Linked DNA regions of Callithrix jacchus: region 1 is linked to region 2. The links are chromatin contacts, called in public Hi-C maps. All regions are on one chromosome and are shown on one strand. The core of a region is the stretch at or near the end of the contact, and the rest is flanking DNA. Distances in the headings are between cores, read along the strand shown.

The links. A called contact is a pair of places that touch in the nucleus more often than the background predicts.
Region 1: a contact with region 2 is called in a Hi-C map of induced pluripotent stem cells, with 3 times the contacts expected there. The contact joins two enhancer-like sites. A contact is called at or near these places in 2 of 3 Hi-C or Micro-C datasets (induced pluripotent stem cells and skeletal muscle).

What each region holds. Positions count from the first base shown.
Region 1 is chr7:146,777,596-146,782,823 of calJac240_pri, forward strand. GPSM2 (G protein signaling modulator 2) reads left to right here. Exons shown (of 14, transcript XM_035252351.3): 2 at 1,889-2,110; 3 at 2,506-2,641; 4 at 2,980-3,122; 5 at 3,652-3,775; 6 at 3,888-4,003. The coding sequence starts at 1,890. Among named protein-coding and RNA genes, the nearest start is that of GPSM2, 20 kb to the left of the region's middle. Within about 2 kb of position 3,261, at least 2 of the 16 cell types and tissues checked have an H3K27ac peak or open chromatin away from gene starts, as enhancers often do.
Region 2 is chr7:146,695,512-146,700,897 of calJac240_pri, forward strand. AKNAD1 (AKNA domain containing 1) reads right to left here. Exons shown (of 15, transcript XM_002751166.8): 14 at 3,133-3,262; 15 at 2,126-2,396. The coding sequence ends at 2,265. Among named protein-coding and RNA genes, the nearest start is that of AKNAD1, 36 kb to the right of the region's middle. Within about 2 kb of position 3,805, at least 7 of the 16 cell types and tissues checked have an H3K27ac peak or open chromatin away from gene starts, as enhancers often do.

The DNA.
Region 1 (5,228 bases), core at 2,011-4,510, 82 kb after region 2:
GAATCTTGAAATTTTACAGACTGAAAAATAGCACTCAAACATGTTAATTGATCTACCACTAGATATACAAAGTATCATATTTGAATGATATTAGGGTGAGTGGTGGCTTAATTCACATTTCTTATAAAAGCACTGATTCTCCACCCTAACTTGTACTTTAGAATTACCTGGGGCTTTAAAAAAAATACAGATGGCCAGACATCACCCAGAGAGTAGAATTTAGCATTGAGAGTTTTAGAGAGTGCTCTAGGTCAGCTCTGCTGTTGTACAGCCAGCATTAAGAACCATTGCTTTATTGGCGTGGCTCAAAGCTCATTCTAGTAAGTAATTTAGTGCTGTTCCAATATTTAAAATGTTTCATGAGCCCTATCAGAGTTTTTCAAAGAGTGATATGTATACCATTGGTGGTACATAGGGTAACTTTACCCACTTTTAGATGTTAATAATTACATATTTGTTCAGTGTATATTAGAACAGGGGTTCCCAACCCCCGGACTACAGACCAGTACTGTTGTGGTCTGTTAGGAGGTAAGCTGCAAGTGGGCAGGGCGAGTGAGCATTTCCACCTGAGCTCTGCCTCCTGTCAGATCAGCAGTGGCATCTCATAGGAGTGCAATCCCAATTGTGAACTGTACATGCAAAGGATCCAGTTTGCGTGCTTCTTATGAGAGTCTAATGCCTGATGATCTGTCACCGTCTCCCATCACAGCCAGATGGGACTATGTAGTTGCAGGAAAACAAGTTCAGGGCTCCCACTGATTGCACATTATGGTGACTATGTAGTAACGAGGAATAAAGTGCACAGTAAATGTAATATGCTTTAATCATCCCAAAACCATCTCCTGCCACACATCTATGGAAAAACTGTTTTCCACAAAACCGGCCACTGGTGCCCAAAAGGTTGGAGACTGCTGTATTAGAAAATAAATGTAAGTATCATATCAAATTCACAGTTTCACGAGTACTGATTTGGTTGAAGCTCAATTTTTTTTAAATGGTAAGTTAGTGTGCCAATTTAAAGGAAATTTGCCAAATTATAGAAATAATTAAATGAATAGGTACTTCATACATATCACAGAAATCATGAAGATGCTGAAGAAACACAATGGCAACTTGAATAAGGGGCACCCTCTAAAGGTACTTTGAATCCGAAGTACCAGTATTTTTTCTCCCAGATATGTTTACAGTGATTTAATCCTTCTGGCTTTTTCAATTCAGGGACAGACTTTGAAAATTAGTATTTTTGCAAATTTTTGAATCATTGCTTTCTAACTTTAAATTTCTTGACACTTAGTTCTCTTGTGAAAATGTGCCTTACAGATCAAGAATACTTTGTTCCTGTATTTTTCTAGGGTATGAGAGGTCATGTAAGAAGAGGAAGGAGAGTGTGTGTTATGTGTGTATGACAGGGAAAGAGAGGGATAGATGGATGGTCAGAGGGGTTGATGGACAGGTGACTAGATTACTTGGATACCTGGGTAGAGAACAATATTAATAATTGTGGGGCCTCACTTTCCAAATACTCGTCTCCTCAGACTCTCAGGAAGTCTAGAGGTCTGTTACAACTCAAAATTGTCTGGGAAATACTGCTTTAGATTCTTTCACTAGTAATATGAATTGCTCTGGGCCAATTAAAATGAGCTCCCTATTCTGTATAACAGACCTCTCTGAGCAGGCTCAGATAAATTTGAATAGGCAGATTACCTCTTGCTACAGATAACTGTTTTGCTGTTTTATCAGGAATGTATATAGACTTCAGTTATAGAGGCAGCTGTCCTGAACAAGAGTAGCCACACAGTCTACATTTAAATTATATTACTGGAAGTTAAAAATACTGTGATGCAGCTGTAATGTTATGTTTAAATGTCTGTCCTGTATAATTTTGTAGAATGGAAGCGTCTTGCCTAGAGCTGGCCTTGGAAGGGGAACGTCTATGTAAATCAGGAGACTGCCGAGCTGGCGTGTCATTCTTTGAAGCTGCAGTTCAAGTTGGAACTGAAGACCTAAAAACACTTAGTGCTATTTACAGCCAGCTGGGCAATGCTTATTTCTATTTGCATGATTATGCCAAAGCATTAGAATATCACCATCATGATTTAACTCTTGCAAGGTAATTAATTTAAGCTTTTAAAATATTCTTCCTTCTGCAATTAGCTATTATTTAAAAAAAAATTTCTATCCAATTAACAAAAACTAACAATATATTTAATGAGTTCTACTTCAGTAGCATCGCTTTTTAAAACTAATCTTTAGGCTGAACATAGCTTAATTGAATGAATAGTAGTGAAAGGACCCTAGAGTTTAATTAAATGAATGAAAACTAATTACATTCAAATACAGAAATGTAAGTTTTAAATATATATTTAAAGTAGGTTTCAGAGCCAATGGATTTTTCTTACCTTAAGCATGTCAGTTTGTCCTCTAGGAAAACTGTACTCTGGCTGCTTTATATTTTAACACCATTTGTATTTTAATACCATTTGTTTCTTTTTTTTTTTTTTCCAGGACTATTGGAGACCAGTTGGGGGAAGCCAAAGCTAGTGGTAATCTGGGAAACACGTTAAAAGTTCTTGGGAATTTTGATGAAGCCATAGTTTGTTGTCAGCGACACCTAGATATTTCCAGAGAGCTTAATGACAAGGTAATACCACAGCATTAAATGGTAGTAGACCCAATATTTTCATTCAAAGTGCTTTGCATTTTAATACTACTTAATTATTCTATAGTTTATTTAAAAATTAAAGCCAAAAAAGAAAACATTTATAGACTATAGAAGTAAAAGAGGAAAAAAAATTTTTGATGGAGAAAAGGAAGTAGCAAGAGGGCTTTCTTTCATAAGTAATCATTTGATTGGTTCTGTATGGAGAGCAAATATAAAAATTTCTTTCCCTTGACCATAATACTAAGGATATTACACATATATATGATAAAACTGACCTCTGTTTTCAAAATGTAATCTTTGCTGATGTCTTCATTTAGGTGGGAGAAGCAAGAGCACTTTACAATCTTGGAAATGTGTATCATGCCAAAGGGAAAAGTTTTGGTTGCCCTGGTCCCCAGGACGTAGGAGAATTTCCAGAAGAAGTGAGAAATGCCCTTCAGGCAGCAGTGGATTTTTATGAGTGAGTAGGGGCTGCTATGTGCAGTCATGCAGGCCCATCTAAGTTGTGGATCGGCTATATGTTCTTTATTCAGTAGTAAGTTTTAAGTTTGGCAAAAGTTTTAAAGTTATGAACTAGCAAAATCATCCATTCAGTTGCTTAACTGTTACGGTGTTATATTAGTAATCTGCAGCTTTTGTTTAAATTGCAGACCAGTGCCACTTAGTGGCACAAACAAGAAATATCAATGCTTGGTCTGTTATTTAGAGTAATTTAGTCTTTTACCAACAGAATTTCATAGAACTTCTTAACTACAGGGGTTCCCAGATTAACTCTGTGCTTGCCCCTGGGCAGAAACCTATCCGAATGGTTAAATAAAGTGTTGCCAGCTATTTCCTATAATTGCCCTTCATCGCAGATGTCATCCTTAAAATGTTGCACATTATGACTGTAAACTTATTTACATTTTTTCCTAATAAAATTAGATATGTAAATCAAATAAATAAAATTGTTTTGAAAACTTATTTCATCACTTTTTGCTGTCCCTTAGGGAAAACCTATCACTAGTGACTGCTTTGGGTGACCGAGCAGCACAAGGACGTGCCTTTGGAAATCTTGGAAACACACATTACCTCCTTGGCAACTTCAGGGATGCAGTTATAGCCCATGAGCAGGTACAGTGGAAGGCCTTGGAGCCAGATCATTTCTTCATCAAAGTTCTGAACACCGATTAGATCATTCTCCAGTTTTATTATAGCTACATCTAATTAAAACTTTCTTTTTCAGCGTCTCCTTATTGCAAAAGAATTTGGAGATAAAGCAGCTGAAAGAAGAGCATATAGCAACCTTGGAAATGCATATATATTTCTTGGTGAATTTGAAACTGCCTCTGAATACTACAGGTCAGTCTAATATTTCTGTAGATAAATGTAAAATGAATAGTTATTCAGTCCCATTAATTCATAGGCTTTGGTTTTAAAATCTGATTGCAGCAGGACCTGTGGCATCTAAGTCTCAATCTCCTTATCTGTAACAGAAAATAGCAGTACTTCATTTTGGGGAATGCTGTGAGGATTGAATGAAATAATATTTTAAGCACTTAGCATAGTACCTGGCACACAGTGCTCAATAAATATTATTGTACCTAAGATTTAATCGCTATATGAACACTTTTTATTATTGGTTTTTATCTTTAAAAGTAATTGTTTTTAAATGAAATTTTCAACCTTTAATGTCTTTTAAACTTGTTTAGCATATGTGGTATATATTGTGTATATACTTTATTTCACTCAATTATGGGTTAGAATAGAGGTCAAAAGAAAGCCTGGTAACAAAAATATTAATAATGTCTACCAGTGATCACTGAATTTTTCCTCTACATTCCCACCCTCTTATTGAGCAGTTCTCCCTTTACCCTCTTTTTGCCCATATTTGGCTATCACTGTAAGCTGAGTCCCCATTCATTTACCTGAAGAGCTGGCAATCGCAGCTGCTTCTGTGGCAGGATCTTTCTTATCAGTAGGTTTGAAACATATATGATAGGAAGTTAAGACAGCTTCAAGTTGTCTGATCTGTGCTTTCTGGATTGAGTTTTCCATAGTTAGTGGGGATTGAAGGCCCTTATAGATTTCAGGTAGAAGCCAGTTTGACCAAACAGAAGACACAGTGATTGATGTATTTTGTTAATCCAATGATTCTTTAATGAGTTCTGGATAATTTGTCATCTTTAAAAAAAAGGTAAAATTGGGCCAGGCACAGTGGCTCACACTTGTAATCCCAGCACTTTGGGAGGCCAAGGTGGGCGGATCACAGGGTCAGGAGATGAAGACCATCCTGGCTAACACGGTGAAATTCCGTCTACTAAAAATACAAAAAATTAGCCTGGTGTGGCAGTGCATGCCTGTAGTCCCAACTGCTCAGGAGGCTGAGGCAGGAGAAACACTTGAACCTGGGAAGCAGAGGTTGCAGTGAGCCAAGATCATGGCACTGCACTCCAGCCTGGGCAACAGAGCAAGACTCTGTCTCAAAAAAAAAAAAAAGAAAAGAAAAAAAGTAAAATTGTTTTAGGCCTATCTAAAAAATTGAATAGCATTCCACCTTGCTTTAAACATTAACTAGTGGTTAATA
Region 2 (5,386 bases), core at 2,555-5,054:
GGGAGACTCCATAGCTTTCACCAGATTCTCAAAAAAGGATGAGCCCAAAAAAGGTTAAGAACAAATGAATTAAATAAGAACACTTCAAGCCAGAGATTATGTGATTTTTAAACTTGGGGATGAGATAGTGACACTTGGCATGTAAAACAGGTTAGCAAGTTGTGATTCAATTGAGATATGTGATGAAGCTGGAAGCCTCTTAGAACTGCCAAAAAAACAAAATGTCAACAAATTGAGTCCAGTGACCTAACTGGCTTTTTTTTAGCAATTCATGAATTGGGCAGCGTCTGGTCTATGAAATAGAAAGGCTGAGGGCAGGGAGGAGGTTTTATAGGCAGAAAAGGCAGAAGAAAGCAGATAAAAGGAACAATAGGTATCTTTGTATGGGTTGTAGCAGAGGGGACTTCCTTATGCCAGCTCAGGTTGATGGGGCCCCTTCTAATGGGATACTGTGAATGTTCTGGGATTTTGTAAAAAAAAAAAAAAAAGGCCTATTGTAAAGTTCAGTTTGATTATGTGGCACCTAACATGAGTGACTCCATTCTAGTTTGGTTTGGTCTGTTGGGATCTCATGCAGGAGCTCAGTCCAAAAAAAAAAAAATGACCTCCCGTAAGTTTTATTTAGTAGAACATGCACAAGTTTAAGCTCTGTTTTTTCTCTTACAGTACTACCCATAGTTCCTTGCTATCTTCTTTACAGGGCCACAGCCTAAAGTAAATTTAACCATAGTCAGAGGTATTTTCACACTGACCTCTGCTTTATCTCTTCCAGGGTATCCTAAACCAATTTATAAGCCCCAAAGTTAAAAACAGCCCATTCTCCAGCCAGCTAGACAAATTGCAGCTGCCCACACTGGCACAAAAATCTAAAGTGGGAACAGATTCAGCTCCCTCCTGACCACTGAGCCAAACTTGGGGGTTGAGAAACCATTCATTGAATGTCTGGGGTGAATGAAGATCAGAAGTTTCAGGAAAGGGGGAAAGAGCCAAACCCTGCTCTTCTGTCACTAAAGAGGTAATAAATCAGTCTTAAGCAAATCAAAAGCTTACTTTGAAAAAATAAAATGCCTGCTCTGGTCTACATGAAACATTACAAATTTACTTAATCTCTGGTACACAGTTTTAATGAATTGTCTTTTCCAAAATATTATTAATCTAAGGCTATTATTTTTGCAAATTTCTGATTTTAAGATACCGCTAAACAGATAATTTTGATTTGTAACATAAGTATATCGTAAGAATGTCATATAGTACAGAAAATAAGGTAAAAAAAACCCTTCTCCCCCGAAACTCCCAGTTTTATTTACTAGCGGTTCACTTAAGATTTTTTAGGTTTCTTTCCTGAAAATATGTATACCCTTGAAAAAAGAATACACAAATGAAGAGCCAGGTACGGTGCTTACCTGTAGACCCAGCCACTCAGGAGGCTAAGGCAGGAGGATTGCTTGAACCCAGGAGTTCAAGTCCAGCCTAGGCAACATAATAAGACCCCTGTCTCTTTAAAAATATATACAAATGAGGTTAGAAGTAACATATATATATGCTTAGGCATCTTGCTTCTTTCACTATTTTGCAGATAATCCAACCTCATTCTTTTTGGTGGTTACAAAGTATTGTCATTTATGAATCATCACAGGAGGTATTTAGATTAGTTCCCCCTTGGGGTTATTACCATCAGTGCTCCAGTGGCCTTCCCTCTACATATATCATGCAACATTGTATGACTTGTATATAAAGGAAATTCCTAGTGGTGGAATTGCTGCTCTGAAGGCACATGATTTAGAATTTGTGGAACTTGGTAGATACTAAAAAATAGTCTCCCAAAAAGGTTGCATTTCTGCCAACAGCCTATGAGACGACCAGTTTCCCTCCATCCTCACACAGGCTTCCTTCAAACATTTTTTCAGACCTAATAGATAAAAGAAAACTCATTGTTTTGTTTTGATTTCTTTTATTATGAGTTAGGAAGAACATAGATTTATTTTAAAATAAATACCTGTTGGCTACTTTTGATTTTAAGAATCAGAAGTCCTTTCTTTTTTTCTAGATTTATTAAAAATAAGTCCTTGTTTACTGCTTTTGATTTTAAGAATCAGAAATCCCTTCTTTTTTTCTTTTTCCTTGTAAGTACTTTGTGTTACACATTTCTTACAGTTTTTGTGTTTTCTCTAGAAAGTTCTTTCCCTAAATTGTGCAGTAAGCAAAATACATTTTGGGGGAAGATCAAGTTTTCTTTGCATTTTTTTCTTTTTCCTGGCATTGAACTAGTATTTCAGCCGATTCCTCCACCTCTGTGCTTTAGCAAGGTCTTCTGCAATCATTTTAATCATTTGATCTGTAGTTTCTTTCAAAATGGTTGCTGTCCTTAGGGCATGATCCAAAGCCGAGTTTAGATTCTACAGAGAAAAAGTCCACACATTTTAATTACATAAACTAAGTGCTGTTTCTGCTCATTGGGTTCTCTCATTAAACATTACAAGGTGGAATTTTTGGAGCATTCCTATTTTCCACTTGGTCTATTTCTGTTTTTGAGGGTTGGTTTCCTAGGAGACCAGTCTGAGATGGAATATATTTGTTAGGGAAAGGGATTGAAAAAAAGATCAGCACGTGACTGATGGGCATGAATCAGAGGGTGAGGTCAGCCGCCAGCTGGGCTGTTTCCCTGCCGCAGAGAAAGAATAGAAGAACAGCTCTTAGGGGCCATTGATGGGGATTTGGGAGCTATAACCACTGAGAGGGTACTCAGGGATACAGCGCATGCGTGTGTAAACATTTGAAAGTGGACTGGGGATTCGAGTTAGTGACTTGAAATAGGAAACCACTGGCAACCCTGATCACAGTGTCACTGGAACAGACCCAGTGCCTTCAAGCCCGGGCCAGGGATATCCTGTAGCTGAGGCACCAGCCACAAATCACTTTCTCCAGGAAATTTCCCTTGGAACCAATTTAGGAATAATACAGACCATGCAGCTGCTGAGGCTGTGTGTCTTTAGCTTAGTACTGAGCATATGTCTTTAGCAGAGCGTTTTCTGAAGCCCTGATACTGTAATAACTTCAGAGCTGTCAGTTCTTTGGTCATCAAGATCAAACTACGAGCTGCACGGATTCTTGAATGATTTTCTAAGTCCTCACCTTAGATTCTGTTTCTTCAGTGCTATCAAAGTCATCTAAGGATTTGCTTCCAGAATTCCTGCAGGAGTAGAAATGGGGCGAGGGTGTTGCAAGGTCTGAGCTGTAGGTCCTGAAAGCGTGAAGATTTTTTCTGGAAGACAAAAGCACATTGATACTTGTGTAAAGCACCACCCTCTACCACACTCTTGTTCACGTCAGCTCCGTGGTCGGTAATAGCTCTATGTGTGTGGTTTGGGCGGTGGATTTGTGCACCCGCTGCCTTCGTAGCTCTCGTGCTCCCATGTGGCTGACCACGGCTGAGCTTCAGAAAAAGGTTGTTGCCATGACCATGAGGGTTTTTCCTCCCAGAATTTATCTGCTTTTCCTCTGGTGCAGGAAGAGGCAAGACTCCAAAGACATTTTTTATTCTGTTTTCATTCTTTTGGGGCCAACTTTCTACCTTGCGTTTTTATAAAACAAATACACAAAACTACAAATTACAGGTACCTTGGGTTGAGTTCATTCTGGCACCAGTGAGCTTTCACCCCAAGGAGGCAGAAGCAGTCAAAAAATAAAAGCCGCTCCTTTTGAAGTAAACAGGCTGCCCTTGCCTGCCACACTGCGATGGGTTCTGTCTCAGGGATGGGCTGAAGTCTGCTCTAGGTGAATTAGGGGTGCAAGGCCACTGGGCTGTTCAGATCGTGCAGAGCATGGCTCTGGGGGGCTATTTGCATAGTCTGTGAAGGTCACTGCCTGAAGTTACGCTTTTCTCAAGCAGGAGCAGTGGCCCTGAGGGAAGCCATGAGAACTTGCCTGTTGACAGGGCTGTCATAGAGCCACCCTCACATCTTCCCCTAGCTTCAGGTTTCCACTGTTAAACATTACTTCTTTGGTACATAAAACACTTTTGAGCAATATCATCTTCAGAAAACATCCCTTCTTCCCTCTCCCCTGCCATATGAACATCAGTCAGTTCTGCAAGTTATTTTAAAACATTGGATTGATCCTCTAGGCAATAGGTAGTCCAGCATCAGGGGCCGGCAACTAATGAAATACTCTGGGTAGGGGATGGCAGAGTGCTGCAGAGTCCTCTCTCTCCCCGTATCTCATCTGTCTCCACTGTCAACAATGCAATAACAGCCATCACCTGCTGAGTACTTATTATGAGGTGGGTACCATTCTAAGTGCTTTGTATGTATGGACTCAGTCCTCAATGAGTTTGGCACTATGAAATGGAGGCACAGAGATGTCAAGGAAACTGCCCAAGGACACAGAACCAAGACAAACCCAAAAAGTTGGCCGGGTGCGGTGGCTCACACCTGTAATCCTAGCACTTTGGGAGGCCAAGGAGGGTGATCACCTGAGGTCAAGAGTTGGAGACCAGCCTGGCCAACATGGCAAAAGCCCATCTCTACTAAAAATACAAAAATTAGCTGGGTGTGGTGGCCAGTGCCTATAATCCCAGCTACTTTGAAGGCTGAGGCAGGAGAATCACTTGAACCCAGGAGGCAGAGGTTGCAGTGAGCCAAGATCTTGCCATTTCACTCTAACCTGGGCAAAAGAGCAAAACTTCATCTCAAAAAAACAAGAAGTCTCCAAAGGCCACATTCTTAAATTCTTAAATATTTTTAAAACATGGGGCTAGACTATGTTAGAGGGTAGTAGGTTCAGACTGAGTGGCTCTGAGTGAGAGCCTGAACTGTTAGCCACTCTGCTGCACTGTTGGTTCTGTCTTTTAAATAGCTCTTGAATGCAGACACAGACTTTTCTCTTTCCATCTCCACCCTTAGCCAAGCTGCAGCATTCTCACCTGAATTATTTCACTAGCCTCTTATTTGGCCTTTGTCCTCCAATCTTAACTCCTCTAATTCATTTCTACTCCCTCAGTAGCTAGACTGATCCTTTAAAACACTAAAAAACTTTTTAAATTCTCTGATTAAAAAACTTAATTGTGGAGGGGATGGCCTGCTATAGTGGCTCATGCTTGTAATCCCAGTGCTTTGGGTGACCGAGGTAGGAGGATCGCTTGAGAGTAGGAGTTTAAGATCAGCCTGGGAAACATAGTAGGACCCCATGTCTACCAAAAAAAAAAAGTAGCTGGCTGTGGTATCACATGCCTCTACTCCTGGCTACTCAGGAAACTGAGGCAGGAAGATCAGCCTAGGAGGTCAAGTCTGCAGTGAGCCAAGATTGTACTCTAGCCAGAGCAACAGAGCAAGACCCTGCCTCAAAAAACTTTTTTTTAAACTTCACTGGGGGAGCCAGACATCTGTAA